2 separate regions of the Mus musculus genome follow, and region 2 is linked to region 1. The links are chromatin contacts, called in public HiChIP or PLAC-seq maps. All regions are on one chromosome and are shown on one strand. The core of a region is the stretch at or near the end of the contact, and the rest is flanking DNA. Distances in the headings are between cores, read along the strand shown. Region 1 has its middle 49 kb from the start of Erbb4. Region 2 holds the start of Ikzf2 (IKAROS family zinc finger 2).

What was found. HiChIP or PLAC-seq counts read pairs in DNA pulled down with a chosen protein or histone mark.
Region 2: a contact with region 1 is called in an H3K4me3 HiChIP or PLAC-seq map of neural progenitor cells, with 20 read pairs. The contact joins the promoter of Ikzf2 here to the enhancer-like site in region 1. A contact is called at or near these places in 10 of 39 promoter capture datasets (the 3T3-L1 cell line, the HPC-7 cell line, cranial neural crest and 6 more), 9 of 484 Hi-C or Micro-C datasets (the C2C12 cell line, the HL-1 cell line, adipose-derived mesenchymal stem cells and 5 more) and 2 of 115 datasets of contacts at active chromatin or transcription factors (neural progenitor cells and stem cell-derived neural progenitor cells).

The regions. Positions count from the first base shown.
Region 1 is chr1:69,154,662-69,159,820 of GRCm38.p6, reverse strand. No RefSeq gene overlaps it. Among named protein-coding and RNA genes, the nearest start is that of Erbb4, 49 kb to the right of the region's middle. Within about 2 kb of position 2,275, at least 19 of the 459 cell types and tissues checked have an H3K27ac peak or open chromatin away from gene starts, as enhancers often do. A contact at or near this core is called in neural progenitor cells and second pharyngeal arch cranial neural crest, where this site is marked.
Region 2 is chr1:69,683,012-69,688,170 of GRCm38.p6, reverse strand. It overlaps Ikzf2 (IKAROS family zinc finger 2), which reads left to right and starts at 2,211. Exons shown (of 8, transcript NM_011770.4): 1 at 2,211-2,477; 2 at 3,999-4,047; 3 at 4,857-4,961. The coding sequence starts at 4,014.

The DNA.
Region 1 (5,159 bases), core at 1,026-3,525:
ACAGCTCTTGATATACAGGACAGCCCCTTAATGTGCTTCAGCAGTTCATATATGAGGTAGATGTAGAGGCAGGCCAATTCAAAGCATTGGGCCTGGGTCTGGGTGGTAACTGGTCCAGCTCTCTCATACCCATGCCACCAGGACTGCCCTGGCTAGCTCACCCAATGCCACAGCAGGATATTGGCAGGGCAAGCTTTCCTTCTCTCATGCTCTTGAGGCTGACTTTTGCCACCCAGGCCTTTGCTACCAGGACTAGCTCTACTGTGTTGCCCAGGCAAGGTGCAGAGCCCACTCTCCAAGTCCGGTAGCAGGGGAGGGTAGGGATAGCTCTGCAGCTCTCATGACCTTGGGTCAGTTCTCCTACTTGCGCAGGTAGCCAGGGGCAAAGAAGGAGGGCATCTTTTTCTTGCCCATAGCATAGCATGACACTAACCCCTGATGCCGTATGGACATAGACCCACACATGGGCCTTGTTGGCAACATGAATTAGGACTTCACCACATCCTCAGGTGGCAGGGCATGCTACTGCACATCATGGTACCTCTTGCTGTGGACTTTAAGCTGACTCTAATTGCTCTCTTATAACTTGGGTTGTTCACTTATCCTAATAGAAGATTGTAATCTATTTTGAGATTACAGATTATTTTATATTACTGCATTTTAGTTTCTTTCCACAAATAGATTCTTTATTTCTCAAAAAATATCTCTTTGGTACTTGGCAAACTAAGTTTGTAATGATGATTATAAACTGATTAATCTCATTCCATGCTCTTTTTGGCAAAACCCTAGAACATCAGCATGAGGGATTCTCACTCTCTTTGCTATGTGATGTTATAAACTGTGGACTTCAGAATAAGAGATACATTATTTTGGTAAGTGTTTCTCTTTGTCTGACCCCTGAAAGACAGACAGGGTTCAAGGAATGCCATCCACATGACAAATGGGTTTATTGCCCCCACAGCAAAATGTGATAATTAAGTGATGATTTAATGAAGAATTTTATGAGGAAAATTAGAAAAGAATAAAAGAGAAGAACCTTCATCTAGAGGTAAAGTTTTCCAAGTGTACTAATACAACTAATGTTGTACACTTGGCAAACTTTACCTAGTATTAATACACTTGGGGGTTTATCAGTACCTAGTATGATATTTGGCAAGTAGCCAAGACCATACTAATCTCTTAAAATACATAAAACAATATGGCGGAAGGTAGTGGTTCCATGCTAAAAGTAGACTTAGGATCTTGGGACGAGTACAAAAATTTACAAAAGTCTTTTTGTTTAGCTCAATTCAAAGACATTAAAATGAAATACTCACACTGGGATTTGATGTGGATTGGAGACAAAGGAAGTCATTTCTTTCAGTGGTTCAATATAAGAAGGGAATCCTGCTCTTGATGTCCACCCTTAAATCAAATCTGTTTCATCAGGATTTGGGACAAGGGAAAGGAACATGGATTGTAGACATGGACAGATGAACTCAGGCAAGAGATCGAGGGACAGAGGCAAGGATGCACATTGCTTTTGACACGTTTCTCAAGCTGACTGATGACTTTTGTGTATTTGTTCTTCCAATCAAATGATGATTCCCTTAGTCTTCTTTCTTTTCCCCCACTGTCCAATCCATCCTTCCTTCCTTCCTTCCTTCCTTCCTTCCTTCCTTCCTTCCTTCCTTCCTTCCTTCCTTCCTTCCATCCATTTTTTCAGTCTCTTCTGTCTGTAATTTTTCCGCAAGAAAACTGCAAGAAAGAAGATGCTAAAGGAAACCCAACTTAATCCATGATTAGGATTTGTGCTTAGTAGGTCTGGCAAAGACAGTGGTTCTGATGTGGGAAGTGACTAGAGGCGTGGCTTACCTTTGTGATGTACTCACTGTTAGGTAATGTTCTCAAAACTTTATGCTTACTAATTGAAAATGCGATTTTATGTTGCTTTCTATATTCCAAATCTTTCCTCTAAATATAACAATAGCTCATTTAAACCTGACAGAAACCTCACAATACGTGATTTCACTATGCTCATTCTTCATGAAAGACAAAAGGGATGCAGAGTGATTCAAGAAAATTGCCTAATTTGCACAGACAATATATCCCCGAGTCTGAACCAGGATTCACTGACAGGCAGATAGACCTGTGTTTCTTTCCCAGGTTAGAGACTTGTCTACTAGCCTGAGTCTGTTGAGTTATACTATTCACCCAGTGTACTGTCACATGATTGGCTTTGACTGCTGACTTCTCCACTGCTAGCTTTGTTAATTAACTCCTTTGAGCTCCAGCCATCAGCCACGATGAATAATTCATAAACTGTGTGTCTTAAATACAATGATCACTTGATAAACTGTCAGAGGGATAGAAGTGTTCCTGTTAGAGAGTTTTCTATGCTACATGCCTCAGGACAAATAGTTAAGTGCCAACACTTACCATTATTACTGGCAGTAGGTCTGCATTTAGTGTTCAGAACAATTATAAAGAGTATAAGTCAAAAAGAGAAAGTGATCAACATTTATTTAACTTTGACTTGGTTGTAGTCTTTTAAGAATAACAGAATTTATAAATTTATAAAGGATGGACTCACATACAACATGTATAACATATATGAGAAACCAATAAGACAAATATCAAAAAGTGGAAATTTATGTACACAGGAGGGAACTTGAAGCTCCAGTATGGGGCCAGTGAGGTGGGATGGCTCAGTGGGTAGAGGCACTTGCTCATAGGCCTGATGACCCACATTTGATCCCTGGATCTCTCAAGATGGCAAGAGAGAAATGACTCCTTAAAGTTGCCCTCTGACCTTCATTCCAGTGCTGTTGGGAAACATCCCTGCACATACATACACACACTAAGTAAAATGAGAGTAAGAACCAATTACCACAACAAGCAACAATAAATTTATAGCTTTATTAGACAGATTTAAAACAAGCAAACTATTCAATATAAAAAAGTTGAAAATATGTCAATATATAGTATCCATCATTAATATAAAGACATGAATTTCCAAAAAGGATTTTTGCAGCTATTTAAAATTCTTTAAATTATGCATGTGTTAAACTTAACAGCTCTGCTGCTAAGAAAATACTTTAATGGAGTAACTTGTGCAAAGACACTATCATAGTGACCCTCTCCAAAATGTCCATTAGCTCAGACATTAGCTCATATTCATTAGCTTGGGTTATATTCCAATAAAATGGTTGTGACCCTACGAAACTGAAAAGTAATAATATATTTGAAAAATTCCCAGTGATGCTACAGTTGAAAATATTGAATTGAGGGGGCAGCTAGGGTTCAGCACTGAAGATGAGCAAAGTAACACTGAAGGTTTGCTTCGAGAAGCATCCCCGTCCTCTGGAAGCACTCAGTGAAATTATTCAGCCTCTTTTCATACCATAGTCCGAGTGCAAACAACCCTTGATGCACAGGCTGGGTGGACAGAGCTAAAGATCATTACAACATACATTAAAACCTGTCTGCGTTGGGGTGGATTCTCAAAAGATGGCCTGAGAAACTGGTTAAGTGCTTGCCTCAAAAACATGAGCGTCTGAGTTTAGATTTCTAGCACTCAAGTAAAATCAGTGTGTGCTGATGATCCCGTGCTGGCAGACAGATTCCTGGAGCTTACTAGCCTACCAGTCTAGTAGAATGGGTGATCTCTAGGTTCACTGAGGGGAAGAACCTGGCATTGGTCTACTTTTGCTCATGCGCACACACACATACTGAGCCCCCCAACCCCAACCCACATATACTCACATGCAGAAATCCTCTAAAGAGTGCCAGGCAGTCAGACTCAACAGAGGGCAGAGGTGATGATGGGGACACAATATTCAAGTGTCTAAATGTCGCCCAACGGAGAATGAATCAGCTCTATGGTGCGCACACACACTCCAATGGATAGTTACAAATCTGTGCCCAGAAGATTGTCCTAATAAACAAGTGGACACACACACACACACACACACACACACCAACAAAATTGGAAAAAAAACAAAACAAAACAAAAGACAACAACAACAAAAGGTTAAAGGTTGGAATGTAGGAAGGTTTCTTCTGGATGGGGTGAGAGGTGAAAGAGCCTTAGTTCTCCATCTTCCTAATGCCTCCACCCTATACTAAATATAGTTCTTTGTGTGGTGACCCCAACCATAAAATCGTTTTTGTTGCTACTTCATAACTGTAACTTTGCTGCTGTTATGAGCCGTAATGTAAATGTCTTTGGAGACAGAGGTGTGACAAATGGATCGTGACCCACAGGTTGAGAACGTCTGGCTTAGCATGAGATAAAGGAGGTGGCAGTGAGTTCAAAGAGAACGCACTCTATACTTGTACAAAATTTTCAAAGAGCAAATCTAATCAATCAAAATTGCAGAAGAAAGATTTAAGCAGCTTTGAAAAGCAAGGCTCCAGCCCAGAGTAATGATAAGGAGATAAAACAAAGATTTATCAGTGCTGTAGTCTAAAGATACGTGTTTGGTGTTCAGAACTTTACAAAGGAAGGTGCTCACATTCATTCAACCTTGGCTTTGAGGCGATCCTTCTAATTTTGTCAGAATTGATAAAGATATGGACTCAAGTGCACAGAAAGTCTAAAACAGACTTGAGAAACCAGTAAAACCATCAACAACGGAAAATTATGTCAAAAGGAGAAACATTAAAGCCTCCGGTCAGGGGCTGGTGAGGCCAGTAGTTAGAGACACTTTTACCTCAGGAGTTGAATTCCAAGGTCTCACGAGGTGGAAGGAGAGAACTCATTCCTGACAGTTGCCCTTTGGCTGCCATACTGAGACAATCAGTGCATATAACATACCTGTACTATACAGTCATTATGTGTTCCTAGAAATGTAAATATTGCTTAGGGAAATCTAATAAAATGCTAACGATTTTGATTTGATTTTTCCAAACATAAAATTTTATTGTTTATTTGGGAATTTCACATATTGCACCCCAATCACACTCACTTCCCATTCTTCCCAGGTATGACCCCCACCTTTGTGATGTCTCCCTCAAGAAGGAGAAGGAGAAGGAGGGAGAAGGGGAGGAGGAGGAGGAGACACAACAAGAACAACAAGGAATTAAATTTGTGTTGCCCATATACTCACTGGATCACGGTCACACTCTCAGTGGCCAGCTCCTTAAAGAAAACCGAGTCCTTTTCCACCCACAGCCTG
Region 2 (5,159 bases), core at 962-3,461, 530 kb before region 1:
TTCAGTATTTTCAGCTCCTTTCATTTTCCTTTTCCCTTTAATTATAGAATTCTTTATTCCCCTTTCTGTGGTCAAGAAAGATAGTAAATGCTGCTATTTGTAGATTGAAAATGCATTTATTTTCTCAGGACGATTCCTATGCTCTTCGCCCAACAAATGTAAACGTCGTGATTGGCATAAGGCTAGGCTACACTTCCAGGCTAACAACTTTTTCGAACCTCACGGTTCCTTTGACTCGGGTGGATGTGGCACACGCCGGGACAGGGGTGGATATAAACAGCAAGTAAACACTCTAATTTTAAACTTGCACTGGGAAGCACTTTCACAATGGGGACAGTGGCGCTCGCTCCGTGTCTCCCAGGGCACTCGCAAGGGTCCCTCTGTCCGGCTCAGTGTCCCAGATCCTCCGGGTGCCGGGAGCCGGGAATCCGGGGAGGTACCGGGCCAGAGAGAGAACTTCCCGCGGCCGACATGAGCCGGGGGAGCCCGAGATCGTCCCTCCCGCGCGGCCAGCGGAGAACGTGAGCAGCGGGGCGCGGGGAGAGGGGCGGAGCCGGCGCGGGGGGCGCGCGGGGCGCGGAGGAGGCGCGGAGGAGGCGCGGAGCCGCGCGGCACTTGTCCTGTAATCGATTGCCGAGCGCGCCGAACGAGCGGCCGAGCGCGCAGACACGCGCCCCCGCCCCTCCCGCCCGCGCGCTCGCCCGCTCGCTCGCTCGCTCACCCGCCCGCCCGCTCCCGGCTCTCACGGACCCGGGCGCTCGCTGACGACCCCCCCCCCAACCCCCTCCGCGCGCGCGCGGCCGCCACCGCCGCCGCCGCTGCCCGCCCTCCGCCCGCGGGCGTCTGCGCGAGCCCGGCCGGCGGGGGAGATGTGCTCGGGCTCCGCCGGATCGGTTTCTCGGGGTTTGACCAGCTGTCCCGGGCTAACCCTGCTCCTCGCTGAAGATGGAGGAAGTAAAAACAGGATTACCCTTAGCTACAGATCCACTGCCTTAGTTTCCACCACCAACTGCAGTGCACAAACACACGTTAGGCACAGGAAAGAAAGAAAGAGAGAGAGGGAGAGGACACACTAACAGTAAACACAAACAAAAGGGTGATGGGATTATTTTACTGCATGCACTGCTGAGGTAAATCTCCGCTTGGCTTTTTGCGTGGGGAAGAACAGCTCTTGTTTTATTTGTCTTCTGATTCATAGATTATCTATCAATTTGTGTATGGTTTGCAAAGGGGTTGGGGAGGGGGAGTGTTTTCAAAGTTAAGTGTAATGATATGGAATCTTGTTTAACAGTGTGGTGTGATCGAATGACTTGTTGCTGTTAACCAGGGATAATAATAATATAGACGCTTTTCTTTGGGGAGGGATGGGTTGTGGCTCTGATTAGGGAAATGATCTCTGTTAAGGACGCTCAGGGAATTTCGTTGAAGATGATGTCCTTTGCCTTAATGTATCGTCCCCTCCTTGTAATCTGCTTCTGGGATGTTAATGGACTAATCAGTTCTCATCTTTATAGCTGTCATGGATTTGGACTTGTTTTTGCTTTGTTTTAACTTGAATTCCAAGAAGAAAGATTGGATAACCTGGCATAGATTGCAGCTGTCTGGATAGAGGCTATTATACTGTTGAGATTGAAAACAAAACAAAACAAAAATAATAATAAAAATCTGGTGTGACACATGTATAACAGCAACAGTTAAATCGCTTTGACAGGTTCTGGTATGGACGAAGGAGATGGAATGAAGATTTAATTTCTTTTTCTTTTTCTTTTTTTCCTATTTTGCCAGAGGCCACAAAACAGTCCTGTGAAGTTGGCCTAGGTTCCTTGCTGGGTTCTGCCTGACTGTCCCTCCCCTCGTACCCCCCCTCCCCTTTTTCTTTCAGTTTTCTTGTCTTAGCTTTTGGTCGATTCTTAAGGAACCGGTGGATCAAGTTTTTTCTCTTCTCGTTAATCGCATTGCTGTAGCACTGACCTCTCTCTCTTTCTCTCCCTCCCTCCCTGTCTTTTTTTTTTTTTTTTTTTTTTTCCTCTTTCCTGAAAGTACGTGGTGCCATTCCTGAGTGACTTTTCCTACTAGACCATCCCAAAGGGACGAGGGGGCGGGGGCGGGGGAGGAGGAGGACGAGGAGGAGGAGAAGGAGGAGGAGGAGGAGGAGGTTGGGGGGGAGTGTTCCTTCTCTCTCATTTCTTGGTTTTGTTTATCAGCCGATCTGTTTGCTGGATTCGGTCTTGGAATGACCCACCTGTAAAGTGCTTTCCCTCCTCCTCGGCTTCAACTCTGCAGGGGGCTTTGCCTGGAGGGGGCAGGGAGGGAAGGGGGGGGGGACACAAAAAACTTCTTTCTTTCTTTCTTTCTTTCTCCGTTTCTCTTCAGCCCGACATTGTCACCTCCTCCTTGAGGGGTTAGAAGAAGCTGGGAGCTCCCGACAGAGCTGGAAATGGTGATGACTGTTTTTTAATCAGAGGACAATTTCTTTTGTATGTACATTTTGTTTCTCTTTCTCCTTTTTCTTCCTTTTTCTTCCTTTTCCTTCACTGAGGGTTTAATAACCCTTTCACTGTTGGCGCAGACTTCTTTTGCTTCTAACTGACGCTTCTTTTTAGTATGTGTGTTAAATGTGTACATTTTTAAAGAGATAGACTCATTTGTAAGCTCTCGGTAGAAACTGCTCCCCTTTAAAACTTTCCGGGTCCCTTTCTTTCAAACCTTACGTAACCTAATTGAAAGAATTTGATAAGAGTAGAGCAGGTCGGAATTTAACTGCTATGTAGTGACTGGGAATTTGATCTGATTATTCCATAAAGAAAGAAAGAAAAGTTTTTGGGGGGCGGGAGGGGGGTAGGGAGGCTGGTGGTGAAGGGGAGGGGAGGGAGAAGGGAAGTGGTTTTGGAGACAAGAAGTGAAGCTGCCTGTTTTCCAGTAAGTAATGGAGAAATTCCAGGAGCTAGGGCTAAATATACTTGGCGATCAATACAGAAATGGCTCATTGTGAATAATTTAGCTGCTGGTGCTTTGAGAGTTTTGAAACTAAAGGCAAAAAGGACCTGGGCCAAAGGGGGGAAAAATAAGTAAAAATCTTTTTCAGGACTTGTCAATTCTGTAACTTTTTCCCTCAAAGAATACAGTTAGATTATCGATCTTCTTATGATGTGAATCAAAGCTAGGGGGTGTTGTCTCATGCAATTTACTTTTGTTTCTGGGGATACAAAAGTATTTGTGTTATTGATGCATGAAAATCATTCCTCACACTTGGGGAGAGGAAAATCCTCCCCTCCCCTCGTGCACAGCCAAAAGTTTCTGACTTGTTGGAACTCCGAATGTCTCAAGTAGGCTTGGCATTGTCTCCGGCCATAGTCTGGCAGGAAATTAGGGTACGTGGAACAGGTGCTCACACAGGATTTGGGGTGGGCTAAAACGTCAGTACAAGCCAGAGTTGGCCAACTGCCGCAAAAGTCTTTGGGATACAGTCTAGTACTAAGTAGTTTTGTTTTGTTTTGTTTTCTTATGTTTTGTTTGTTCTCTGTGCCCCCCCCCCCCCCCCATTAGAACATGATGAACCAACTTGCAACAATTGTGAATAGAGCTGTCTGTATACTAGGGAAGTACTCAAACTGCAGGGCGATTGTGGGAAGTAGTGAGTGGTAAAATACTTAGATAGCAGTTACAGTTGGCAAATTGGAGATTACCCTCTCCTATTTTTTCCCCCAATAAACCGGGTAAATTTTGACGAGAGAGAGTCGTTCTTCTCTTGCTACAGCCCATCTCACAGGACACTTAGCGTCCCTATGTCCCTATCCTATCTCCAGCAGGAATCAGATCATTTGCAGAGAGTTCAATGACTTGCAAATGAGCACGCACAGTACACTGTAGTATGTTTCTCAGGCACAGGTTGCAGGAGCAACATGCACTACCTGCTTGGGGCTTGAAATAAGTGAAGAATTTAATGGCAGATACAGGGAGGAATCCTTGGGTAAAGGTTGCAATCTTTTGTGTTCCAGCACTGCACTTTGACTATGGAAACAGACGCAATTGATGGCTATATAACATGTGAGTATTCCTTTTCATTAATTTGCTGTGGGCAATCAAGTGAGCTTCTTGCTCCCTGTGTGTGAGTCCCTGAGCCATGGGTCTTTAGTACGTGTTCTCCAGCTTTATTTGCTCTTCACCATTTCCCCTTGCAACAGATACGAGGAAGTATTACCAGGAGCAAACTAAGAAGGGGGCATAGAAATCTACTTTTTTCAGAAAGGACATTATTTAAGGCTTGTAGCCAGCAGATCTTTAGTTTCTTATTTGACTGGTTTCCCTGTTTAATTTAAATTTAGAATACCCCAGGTTATAGATATTTCTTCTACTGGGGGGTGGGGGTGGGGAGAAATGTACTAAAGATTTACTGCTAGGTAACCTGATTTTCCCAGACATATAATAGGAAGGAATTGGCTTCTTAAGTTCACCTTTCTTAAAAAAGCAAGCTCATTTGAACCATCCAGCAAACGTTTTAAAAAATATTTACTTTAAAGTACTTTATATTGATTAAATTAGATTATTAGAAAAACCTTGCTGTTTCTACTACAACTATTTTGGACCTCAGATGGTCTCTATTGTCATTGACCTGTAAGAATGCTATGATAATAAAGTTTGTTCACTTTTCTATTATAGGCTGTGTGTGTGTGTGTTTTCTCTACATTTCATTCATTTACTATGTATTTTATTTCCTTGTAGTTTCTCTTTAAAAAAAAAAAGCATGTTTCTTGAGCATTCGGTTCTGAGTGCCCTCTGAATATGAGGCAGTCTGAGTAATTACATGTTACGTGACAATGAACAGAAACCAAAAGAATGTATTTTTTTGAAAGCAGGTGACAATGAGCTTTCACCCGAAGGGGAACACGCCAATATGGCCATTGACCTCACCTCAAGCACACCCAATGGACAGCACGCCTCGCCAAGTCACATGACAAGCAGTAAGTCTTCATTTTGTGATGATTATTACTTTTTTAAATTCTCAAGTGAGAGGTTTGGATTTGTCAGGTCTGTGGGGTCTGCTCACTCTGGGACGGAGGTACTGCTGTAGCTTTTGCTAAGAAAAGAACAACACAGATTTATTTCCGTTCATTCTAGTATCATAAAACATGAGCCTACTTACTAGTCTGAACTGTCCC